Linked DNA regions of Mus musculus: region 2 is linked to region 1. A link is a contact called in public HiChIP or PLAC-seq data. All regions are on one chromosome and are shown on one strand. Each heading gives the region's core, a stretch centred on a gene start, on an enhancer-like site or on the middle of the called end of the contact. The rest is flanking DNA. Distances are from core to core; before and after follow the strand shown. Region 1 overlaps Camk2d (calcium/calmodulin-dependent protein kinase II, delta). Region 2 overlaps Camk2d (calcium/calmodulin-dependent protein kinase II, delta).

Evidence for each region. HiChIP or PLAC-seq counts read pairs in DNA pulled down with a chosen protein or histone mark.
Region 2: an H3K4me3 HiChIP or PLAC-seq map of bone marrow-derived macrophages shows a contact between it and region 1, with 3 times the contacts expected there. The contact joins two enhancer-like sites. A contact is called at or near these places in 1 of 15 datasets of contacts at CTCF or cohesin (the NIH/3T3 cell line), 6 of 484 Hi-C or Micro-C datasets (B cells, bone marrow-derived dendritic cells, cortical neurons and 3 more) and 4 of 115 datasets of contacts at active chromatin or transcription factors (bone marrow-derived macrophages, heart atrium, microglia and 1 more).

Annotation. Positions count from the first base shown.
Region 1 is chr3:126,609,229-126,614,919 of GRCm38.p6, forward strand. All of the region lies in intron 2 of Camk2d (calcium/calmodulin-dependent protein kinase II, delta), which reads left to right. Among named protein-coding and RNA genes, the nearest start is that of Camk2d, 15 kb to the left of the region's middle. Within about 2 kb of position 2,628, at least 122 of the 459 cell types and tissues checked have an H3K27ac peak or open chromatin away from gene starts, as enhancers often do. A contact at or near this core is called in B cells, the NIH/3T3 cell line, bone marrow-derived macrophages and 1 more, where this site is marked.
Region 2 is chr3:126,742,228-126,747,918 of GRCm38.p6, forward strand. The region is part of intron 4 of Camk2d (calcium/calmodulin-dependent protein kinase II, delta); the gene reads left to right. Among named protein-coding and RNA genes, the nearest start is that of Gm15551, 76 kb to the left of the region's middle. Within about 2 kb of position 2,349, at least 46 of the 459 cell types and tissues checked have an H3K27ac peak or open chromatin away from gene starts, as enhancers often do. A contact at or near this core is called in B cells, the NIH/3T3 cell line, bone marrow-derived macrophages and 1 more, where this site is marked.

The DNA.
Region 1 (5,691 bases), core at 1,378-3,877:
AGGAAGTATGTCACCCACTACTGCTCTCTTCCCCAGGTGGTGTCCGCATCTCTGGAACATTCCAAGCACTTGTGCTTGTCCTTTTCTTACCTCAGGTCCACGTAGTCTCTGTCACTTTGGTGTTTGTAACGATTCATTCCAATAGGAGTCCAGTTTCCATCTTGCTCTACAGCCCTTTTCAATAGCTTCCCCAGCAGACTTGCTGGCTGACAGTTGTTACATTGTTAACACATAAACACACACTCTATTCAATCACTCCTGAGACCCTATGGCAGTGACTTGTTCTGAGTAACTTGACTACTTCCTGCCCTCGCAGTAGACAGTTTCTATCCTCCAGTACAGCGGCCTCCCTAAGGCTAAGACCCTCTAACCCAATTCCTCATGTGGTGGTGACCCCCCCCCGCCCCCACCCCCCTAACCATAAAATTATTTTTATTGCTACTTCTTAATTGACATTTTGCTACTAATTGCTAATCATAATGTTAATATTTATATTTTCCGATGGTTTTGCGTGACCCTGTGAAAAGGGACAGGACCCAGAGGTTGACAAACTCTGATCTAGTATTTCCAGCTCTACTGGGGTGGAAGCCGACCTAGAGAATACAGAATTGTGAGAGGGCTGTTAAGAGATAAGGCCTTTGAGGAAGTGCTTTAAGATCAGGAAGAGATAGCTGTACTGGCATCAGGGCTACTGTGCTGAGAGAAAGGGCGAAGTCCGGTACCACCCAAGGATGGAATGGGAAGTCTGAGCATTCCAAATAGTGTAGAACGAACTCTTCCTCCTTTAAGACCCAGCTCAGGTGGTACCTCTCCTATGATGTCACCTCTCTCTACCCAGAAGGGCCTCCCCCCTCCTTCAGTCTTTTGTCATTTGAATGGCTTGCTGCACATTTTCCATTTCCCTTTCTACTACAATTATATATGTGGCAGTTTTGAGGTTCCCTGTGGAGATCCTTAATTTATCTTAAAATCTGCCGGCTGCGGTGATTATAGCATCACAAGCTCTTGTCACTGTTGAATGAGTGGGGAAACGAACCTATGACAGGCTGTGTCTTAGAGAGGCGGGGGCGAGTGACAGTGGGGCTGGTGGGGCTTTATGTCAGACTGCACCCAGTCACGTCGCAAGTTAACTGCTGATTCCCGAATTATTTCCTCAGTTCTCTCGGTACACATCCGGCCTTGTTGGATGGAGTTTTATCTAATCCTGTCCTTTTTCTGAGCAAACTTGTTGAAATTTCTCATTGGTAGTCTCCCCTTGTTCTGTTACACAACGGTTGTTAATGGGGTGTGGTAGCACTTTCGTGCCTCTTAGCCCCGGTTCAATACTGCCAAACTCACATCATCATCATCATGCTCACTTTAAAATGTATTTATACACTTTCAATTTATAAACTACAAATTATGAAATGTAATTATAAACTTTGACAGTACTTCAGGGAGAGATTTTTAATTTTTATAGATGCATGTAAAATGAATTATAGCATACAATACTTATACTAATCTAGACTTTAGAAAAGTACAGAAAAACTAAAAAGGGACATATTTATGTCTTTCCAAGCAAGCACTGATAACCTTTTTTTTTCATTTCTTTATTTCTTTTCAAAGTTCGTAATTTTTTATTATAAAATTTTATTTTCATTTATTTATTTTGTGTTACGTGTGGGCAAATGACTTTGCCTGTATATGGAGGTTAGAGGACAGCTGGCAGCAATTCTGGATAAAGGTCAGGTTGTCAGGCTTGTGTGAAAGTTCCCTAATCTGCTGAGCCCTCCCAGCTGGCCCCTGCCTTTCCCCCTAACCTACCTACTTCCTTGGCTGCCCACTCCCTCTTTCTCTCTTTCAAACTGGACATTTTGGTCTCCAGTTTTACTTAAAATTACAACACATCCCTGTGTTGTGGAAATTCCTTTGAACTCTGAAGAACTGCACCCTGCTTCGCCGAGGAAGTGAACACCAGCTGGTTATTTTATAGGGTTGCATGCATCTTTCTGTTAACTTGTGCCCTTTACTGCGGAAGATAATAGATAGAACTGAAAGCACACCTTTGTAAAGTGTTTCAGACTTCTGGGTCTTAGGTAGGATTCACCTAGGAGGAGAAGTCCTGAGACACAGAGTTAAGTGTTTTCAGAATTCTTTGTCACGTTGCTTCCTGGAGGCTTTGTCCATTTCCACTGAGGACATTTAATTACAGTATGATACCTAAATTGAATTTTGAAGAACTACATTCTAACTTTCAATTTCATCTTAATGAAAAAAGAAAAACTGTCCTTGCCAAGCCCCCTCCCTCTGACAGATAACTAAAGAGGGAGAGGCAAAGTCTTTCCTCTCAAGGTGAACGGACCCAGAGGAAACTGAATTAGCACTGGGGCTGCTGGTACTGAGCTCTGGGTTCTGAGCTCTATGGAGAGGTCAGGGAGACGTCTCCAAGGAGCCGGTGTTTGCACTGGGTTTTGAAAATAAGCAATGTTGAATAGACAGATAGGACACCAACAGATAGGACATTACGAGAAACTACTCGTGAGGAACAATCAAATCAGAAAGTGCCAGTGAATGGTTTGGTGGTCATGAAAGCCTGCAGAGCCCGATGAAGGGAGTTGGAATTCTTTTCACCCTCTGAGAGTGAATCATGAAGTGGCAGGCTCTGTGGGAACGAAGGAAGGAAGGAAGGAAGGAAGGTTGATCCCGAGATTTATAGCCCTGAGTCATTAGGGGTAAACAGCTGATAAGAGAGCCACAGCAAACTGCTTATCAACCCCTCATTCTGTTTTATGTAGCCTTGGGGCAAAATACAAACCCCATAAGAGCCACTAAGTAAAAAACAAAGGACTTGAAAATAGAGTATTTCTTTTTAAAGTCAAGTGTTATGGAGTGTTAAAAATAATTAGAGTATTTTTTTTAAAGTCAAGTGTTATGGAGTGTTACTGGAGATTGCAGTGTATGTTGTGACTGTTGTGAAAATTATTGGAGGGGTCTACTTAAAGCCAAAAGTGACTAGGACATCTAACCAATAGGATGCCACTCAACACCAGATTCTTGTGTCTAAAAGACTAGCACTGGTCTGTACAGTTACGTAGAGGAATAAATGTTTTGCAGAGTCTGTTTTCCTGTAGTTTTGCTAATACATGTTTAGGGACCCAGAGCCTTTAATGTCACATCTGTGCATACTGCACTCAACTGCTGCCTTCTTCTCTCTCTCTTTTTAAGAAACTGAGAGTTACACAGTTTATTCCACAGTGTTGAATCACTTAAATAATGAAAAAAATCATTCATTCCCTTAGGTAACTTTAGTTTAAACATTTAATCTCTGTAGGTTGGCTTAGCCATGTAAATTTTCCTCTGTTTTTAAAAATCGTAAAAAAAAAATATGTAAGAGCTTTGACTTTTATTCATATTAAGGTTTTCATGGTTGCACTTAAAGGAGAAAGAAAGATCACTGTTTTATTCAATGCAAATATGTAATTCATAGTAATTTGACTTTTTTTTCCTTTCGTTTTTGGTTTTCAATAAATACATCTGTCCGAAGTTTTTCTTCACCCAACCCCAACTTCTCCCAGCCTCCTCCTCTTCCTCTTCCTCTTCCTCCTCCTTTTCTCTCCCAGCTCCACTTCTCTCTTTTCCTTCAGAATAAAAAGCAGGCCTCCCTTGTTAGCCAAATAAGGCATAAGAAGGTCAGACTAGGCTTAAACCCTTGTATCAAGTCAGGGTGAGGCAATGCAGTGTGAGGAAAGAGCTTTGGGAACAGAGCAGAAGGCCATCTGTCAACTTAAAGGACAGTGAGTCAAAATTGACACAGCTCCTGGAAGGATTAGAGAAATTCTATTTCCGCAAGTAGCATTTGATTGCCCATGCCCAACCCTGTCCTCCAAACATAAGTAGAATCAAGACCCACTTGCATCTAATTTTGGAAATAAGTTTTGGAAATAATTTTCTTAGTGTTAACTTTGCCTATTGCTCTCTATGTATATCTTATATGCTCAGGAAAAAGGAGAGGGAAATTTGACTTAATCTTACTTAATTTTGTTTGAAGGAAAAACATTTGTAATGCTTCACACTGGCAGACAACTAGTGTCTGCTGTCTGCGTAGTTCCCCCACTGTGATAATCCTAAATGCCTGTAATTCTTCAATGGCAAATAGAGATGGCATCAGCATCATAGCAGGATCAGGGATGGCCACGGGACACTGAGACCATTATGTTTTACATCATAATGACTCTAAAAATGGAAACTAACATTTGTTGATTTTTTGTAATCTTTAAAAAAACGCTATTATAGATAGAATGTTTTAAAGTATGTTTTTAAATAATTGAAATCAACCCGAAATTTAGAAACAGTGGCATTAGAAAAACAGTGACCACACACAGGGTCAGCTTTAAAAATAACACGTAGCTTTGAAAGTACAATTTCTTTTCTCCTTAGCATGTAAATGATTTATTCAGATTGTCTATAATAAGCCTAGCGGGGAAGAAAGGAGGAAGTGAGAAACGAGTCTCTGAGAAATCCTTAAAGCTCATACTAGTGCTTATGTAGCAGCTTCCATTCAAGGATCGAAAGGTCCACGGTGTTTCTGGAACAAAGGTCAGGGACAGCCTACAGGATTCTTGTTCCCAGTGCTGTTTTGTCTGCCTCCCTTCAGTGCCTCATCAGAGCCGTTTCCTCACACACCTCACATTCCTTCCAGAGTCTAGGGACAGATGACACAGTTACCTGCTGCAACAGCAGCTCGATTATGGGAGCAAAAGTGATTACGTGGGTTAGAATCTCCGTGGTCCTCTGATCAGTAACCCGGTACAAATGTTCTGTCCTGGAGATAGTTGATGCCTTATCCCACCCACCTCACCTGTTTTAATTGTCTGGATGACACATGAAGGGGACATCCAGGACATTGCTTAGCAGGAGTGGGTCAGTAGGGTTGACTGACACAGAGGATGAGAGACACCGAGATTCAGCATACTCAGACTGAGGGTCCTGAGTGAGGAACAACGGTGAGCAGTGAGCTCAGAATCTTGAGGAAGGTTTCAAGGCTAAGACCCCTGGGGAGGGTGACATTTTCCTACAACAAGCTGAGAGGTGTCAGTTGATCTTGGTGAGGGAAGATGAATTGTGTTGGAGATACAAAAGCTAGATTGGGGATGAAGTACCTAAAAGAGCATTGGACACTGGGTGTGGTCCTTCAGAAAAGACCTATGGAGGCAGTGCATTGTTTCTGAAATCGCACTGCCAGGATTCAACACGGCTTCATCCTTGGGAAAACTTCATAATCTCCCCAAACCTTGGTCTTCTACTCTCTGGAACTCGAGCCACTGTCATTTATGATCAGTGCATGCCTGCATGCTGCTGTGGCACAATGCTGTGGATAGTGGATGAAATGGAGAAGCCAGCCCGGTTTAGAGGAGAGAAAATGATGTGTCAGAAAGGTAGAAAAAAAATGGAGAATGTGAATTTCAAATTCTTAGGGCGGGAGGTTTTGCAAAGGCTAGTGGAGAGTGCTGGTTAGTTTCTGTCAACTTGATACAAACTAGAGACATGTTGGAGGAGGAAGCCTCAATCAGGACTTGCCTCCATTAAATTGGCAAGTCTGTGAGGGGTTTTCTTGCCTGATAATTGGTAGGAAAGGGACTAGCCCACACAGAAGGAAGACCAAGAAAAGACTTCCCATTCCCATGTAGCAGAATCAGAAGCAGGTCTTTGGCG
Region 2 (5,691 bases), core at 1,099-3,598, 130 kb after region 1:
TTGAATTAGGTGGGGAACCCTAGGTTATTCAAACAAAATCCAGAAAACTTATTTATTGAATTAGGTGGGGAACCCTAGGTTATCCAAACAAAATCCAACTGACTCACCCTAATCTTGGGGAAAGAAGAGATAAACTGAGCCTCACAACCTAGGCTGTTGCGTTAAAATATATATATTCTCTTAAGTAATTGAAATATTCATAAATATACTTGATCTCAACACCCAATGATAGGCTACTGAAGTTTAGCTGGACCCATATGCTTTCTCTGTTTATCAGTATAGCTGTTCATCACATGCCTCCTGCAATTTAGCGATTAGAGCTCTTTTTGAAAATGCTTTTTTTCCATACAATATATTCTGATCATGGTTTCTCTTTCCCCAGCTCTTCAAAGATCCTTACCACACAGCAGTAAGTCTCACTCCAGAGTCTATGTGCAGTGACTACCAACAGTCATATTAAATGTGACTTGTATTTTTCCCTCTTTGAACCAATTAATGTGACCAGAGGAATTAATTGTCAGCCCATTGATCTAGAAGTGCGCTACTTAAGCAGGGTAGGCCACATGGGACAAGAGTAGGGGGAAATGGCTTGCAATGGAGAAATGGAGAGCAGTTAGCTCAGCAGAAATGAAATTCAAATAGGTAAAAGATCCAAATCCACTACAGAAGATGAGAGGATGCCAGAAAACAAGCCAAGAACAAAACTACCTTGGAAGAGAAGAAAATGGAATTGCCAAAATGGAGAATCAGAACAGGGAATGATGGGTGCTGGTTATCAGACTTGATCGAAACATCAAACCTTCTTTTCTAATATGAGAAACAATATTTAAAAGTTACCTTTACCAATAAAAATTGGTAATTGTTACTATTTTTCCTGGGTGATGGTCTTTATGCTGAAGTGTATTATAAAGCCAAAGCTTAGCATTTTTAGTTCAGTCATTATCATAGGAACTCAAATAATTCCATGGATTTCTGCTGGATGGATTTTCTTCTCCTTATTGCCTTTAAAAATATTACATTTAGCCGGGTGTGATGGCGCACGCCTTTAATCCCAGCACTCAGGAGGCAGAGGCATGCGGATTTCTGAGTTCTAGGCCAGCCTGGTCTACAGAGTGAGTTCCAGGACAGCCAGGGCTACACAGAGAAACCCTGTCTCGAAAAACCAAAAAAAAAAAAAAATTACATTTATTTATTCATACATTCATGTCTGTGTGACAGAGTGGTTGGGAGTTCGTGTGTGCTGGTTAGCGGACTACTTGGAGGAACTAATTCTCTCCTTCTATCCTGTGGATCCCAAGAACCAAACTTAGTGCATCAGCCTTGAACACTACTGCCTTTACTCACCTAACTGTCTTGTGAGCCATTCATGGCTTTCTGTGCTGAAGTTTGAAAGGACTGAAGATGTTGTCATAGTCACTGTTCTATTGCTGCAAAGAGATGCCACGACCATAGCAATGCTTGTAAAAGAAATCATTGAATTAGGGCTGGCTTACAATTTTAGAGGTTTTCTTCATCATCTTCATGGCAGGGAGCATGGCAGCATGTAACAGACATAGTTCTGGAGACATTGAGAGTTAAACTTTTAACCTGCAGGCAGTAGGAAAGGAAGAGAAACTGTAGGCCAGGCTTGAGCTTTGGAAACCCAGAAGCCCACCCTCCAGTGACACACTTCCTCCAACAAGGCCACGCCTACTCCAACAAGGCCACACCCCTAATTCCTCTCAAGTAGCACCAACAAACATTCAAATGACCAAACATTCAAGTATATGAGCCTATTGGGAGGGAACATTACTATTCAAACCACCATAGATGCATACAGCAATATTAAAAACATTATGAAATTATATAACATCTATGAATTCTATTAATAACAGGGTATGTTTTATCATATGCAAAGTCTATATATGATTTATATACATGCATCCCATAATATATATATGTTTGTAAATGTAAAGGTTCTTTGTGTGTATATACAAATGAATATGCAAAAGGCTTGAGTGGAACAAAGAGTGATGTTTATGGGGAAAAAGATCACTCTAGAAGTGCATCTTCAAGCCTTAAGTAACATGTTTAATTATAACAAAATATAATCTTTTTATTATTGCCTATGTATTACTCAATTTTTGAGTTTTTAAATTCAAACAGTGCTTGGTGTTAATCCATAGATAACGAACAAGCAAACTATTTAATTTATTTTATTTTGCCTTGGAATGGAAAACTGTCAGGTGATTAGTAAATGAACACATCAGATTTAACTGGGAGTTGTTCAAAATAACTGGTACAGTCTGGAGCTGTATCATTGGCCAAAGTGAGGCGATGAGCAAGGACAGCATCTGCTGAGTCCTGCTTGGACAAGGAGAGAGAGAGTGACTCACCTATGAGTCCAGCCTCAGCAGGCTCTGGAATTAGCGACTGAGCCATCACTGCTTCCCCTAGGAGAGAAAGCTCCTCCACCCCCATCCCCCATGTTGTGTGTTTCTCTGAGATGGCCAAAATCCTGTCAAGGAACCTCTTGCTTTCCTCCATAAGCCACACATAGTCCCTTTGGCTACAAATCCTTAGTTAAACCAGAAGCAAAAGCAAGAAAGAGAAACTAGGAGACTAGAGAGGAAACATTAGAGGGGGAAATCAGCCCAGCATAGAATAGGAAGGATATGAGGAGGCCTCCCCTGGTATGGTCTGGGGTAACTATCAGCTTTTGTTTGATTCTGTTTGTGTATGCTAATGTGGCTTTTTCCACTTCAGTTGTTATTCATATGGAACCAGTGCTGTGGCTGTAAAGCAGGAGGCAGAGCCCTGAAATCAAGTGTGTAGGTTTGACCTGCCCTTCTGCCGATTACTTCTACTCCAATTTTGAGCAGTCTGCTTTGCTTCTTGGAACCTTAATTTTGTTGATTGTTTTGACCAAAATAACAATATCACACATTGTCCAGAAGAATTAAATAGCTCTGTTGGTGTAAACTTTGCCAAAGAAGTATTTGAGGGAGAATAGCACTTGATAAGTGTTACTGTAGTTTAAAAATTCTGAGTTCTATGGAAACAAACACAGTTTTGAATTGTATCGACTTCTTTCCTATCATACTGTTTCAGAGAAGAAGGGGTGGGAGCGGATGCAATTGTGTATGATGAAGCAACTGGGGGTAAGCTGAAAGAGATCAGGGAGTCTAGAGGATGAAAAACACCTTCCTAACTAGTACCTAATAAACCACAGTGCTCATGACTGGTCTTGAAGTATGCATGCATTTCTATGGATGGAGCAACAGTGACAGTCAAGATTTGCTTTCATTAGATGAGAATAAGTAGGCTCTTTGCTTACTCACCCTTTCGCTGCTTCATCAGAATTAGGAGGCTTGTTATAAAAGCACATGCCTATACAGGATTTTCTGCCCTGATCATCAGGACCCGGGAAGAAGCCCAGGAACATCTGTCCTCTGTCCTCTCCAGACCTCCAACTTACACAGTCGCCCTGTGTGAGTCCCCTAACTCAGTCTGTCATGCCCATCTTTAGTCCACGTGTATTAGCACGTGGTAGGAATAAAGGACATGTCCAGGTAACATAAATACCAAGAAACAAGTTAGATACCTGCTTTTGTCAGTGCATTTTGTCTGTGCCCTTGTTTTATATGCATTTAACGGTAGTAATAAAAACGAAAATTGCATTCTTTATCCCCAAGTGGTCCCATTTCAAACCATGAGTGCTTTCAACAGCAGCTAATAGGTTGGGTTTTCCTGCTGGCAGTGTTCCTAGAGAATGTTGGATCCGGGAAAAGTTATCAGGAGAATCCTACTCTGTAAAGGAGATGAGTTTCCTTTATAGATGTAAATGAGTGTGATGTCACCTATTGTGGGTTTTGTCTCATCATAATGCCACTACAGGGCATTTCACAGTAGCATTAAAGAAGAATTCTTGCTTGTTATTCCAGGAAATTATTTATTCTGATTTTAATTTCTCTAAGGGAATTATTTTTATCACCGAGAGCAGTATCAGTTATATTAGAATATTTTAGATTAATTTCTTACATGAAACCTACCAAAACTTGATAATGGAGGCTTTTATTCGGCTGATGATTCCGTTCTCATTGCTGTGCATCCTGTGCAGGCTGCATATCAGAGTGTACACAGGGAAGTCACAGCCCTGGGAAATTCTCATCAAAAACCAGTGGTTCATCCGAACGAAGTGGGTGGAGCTTCAAGGTGACAGTTCAGAGAAAATTTAGCATGCAGCAATTTAAAATTAGAAGCCCTTGATGAAAGATGAGACCTGTTTTAAGCCACTTGGTGAGCCCCACCTTTTAAAGGCAAGATTGGACTCCAGAGGGCTGCTGAACAGTCACGGGAGGACAGTCTGTCTCCTCCCATTCGGTGTGTGTGACTGTGTTAAATAAAGCTGTGACCTCTGATTATCACCCGGGCATTTCCACTGGCAGAGTGCCATGGAATAGCACATATTTGTCAAGCAGTAGGGGCTGGATTCAGAGACTGTCTGAGCTTCTAACACTGCCTACTGTGTATACTGTAAATACAGTAAAAGCGACATTTTACCTGGGTAGCAGGTAAGCGAAATCGCTGTGATTCCTGGGCATCACTGCTCTTTCACACATTACCTGTTTCATGAAGTCCGTGCCTGTTACTTAAATGATCATGTGACCAGGCAATGGGGAGAAGAAATATCATCTAGTTTCTTATAATCACCCATGTATATAAGATTCATGCTACTATTTAAGGGAAGGTCTTTCTTTCTTTCTTTCTTTCTTTCTTTCTTTCTTTCTTTCTTTCTTCCTTTCTTTCTTTCTTTCTGTCTGTCTTTCTCTCTTTCTCTCTTTCTTTCTGTCTTTCTCTCTTTCTTTCTCTTTCTCTTTCTTTCTTTCTTTCTTTCTTTCTTTCTTTTTTCTTTCTTTCTTTTGTTTTTTGTTTTGTTTTGTTTTTTCGAGACAGGGTTTCTCTGTATAGCCCTGACTGTCCTGGAACTCACTTTGTAGACCAGGCTGGCCTCGAACTCAGAAATCCACCTGCCTCGGGTTCTTATTTCTAACAATTTTATTTCTTTATCTAGATGCTTACATGTGACTAAATGTGGCCTAGTGCATATATGTGGAGGGCAAAGGACATGTATATGTGGCAGTCAATTCTTTTCTTCTACCATGTTGCCCAGGGTTAGAGATATAGAAGTCAGTTCACGGTGCTTAGTGGCAAGCACCTTTCCTGGCTGAGCCATCTTGCCAGCCCAGATTTTGTTGTTGCTGTTGTTCTTTGTTTAAGGTAATAATATACTAAATATATTGTACTAAAGTGTTGGCTTCTGTCTTAAAAGTGCAAGGAGGGATATATAAAATATGTGACTTTGAAAAAATGTTTAGTTACGAATTTTCTGTCTTGATCACCTGTAATGACAGCACAACAACATATTATTCAAAGTTCACAGGAATCGTCACTAGTCTATGCATATTGTGCCTCAATAAATGAAGGTGGAAAGATGGCTGAGTTAAAGAAAAATCAGTAGGAGACAGAAGTATGTGTCTTAGATTTAAATGCTTTTATTTACTTAATGACTCATAAGCAAATGCCCTTCCTGCCCCATGTTAACTCATGGAAAATAAATCTCATTCCTACCCCAGAAGGGGCCACTCTGGACATCATGTGACTCCAAACGCTGGACACGGATTATTGGAGCAAATGGGGACCTGGGTAGCC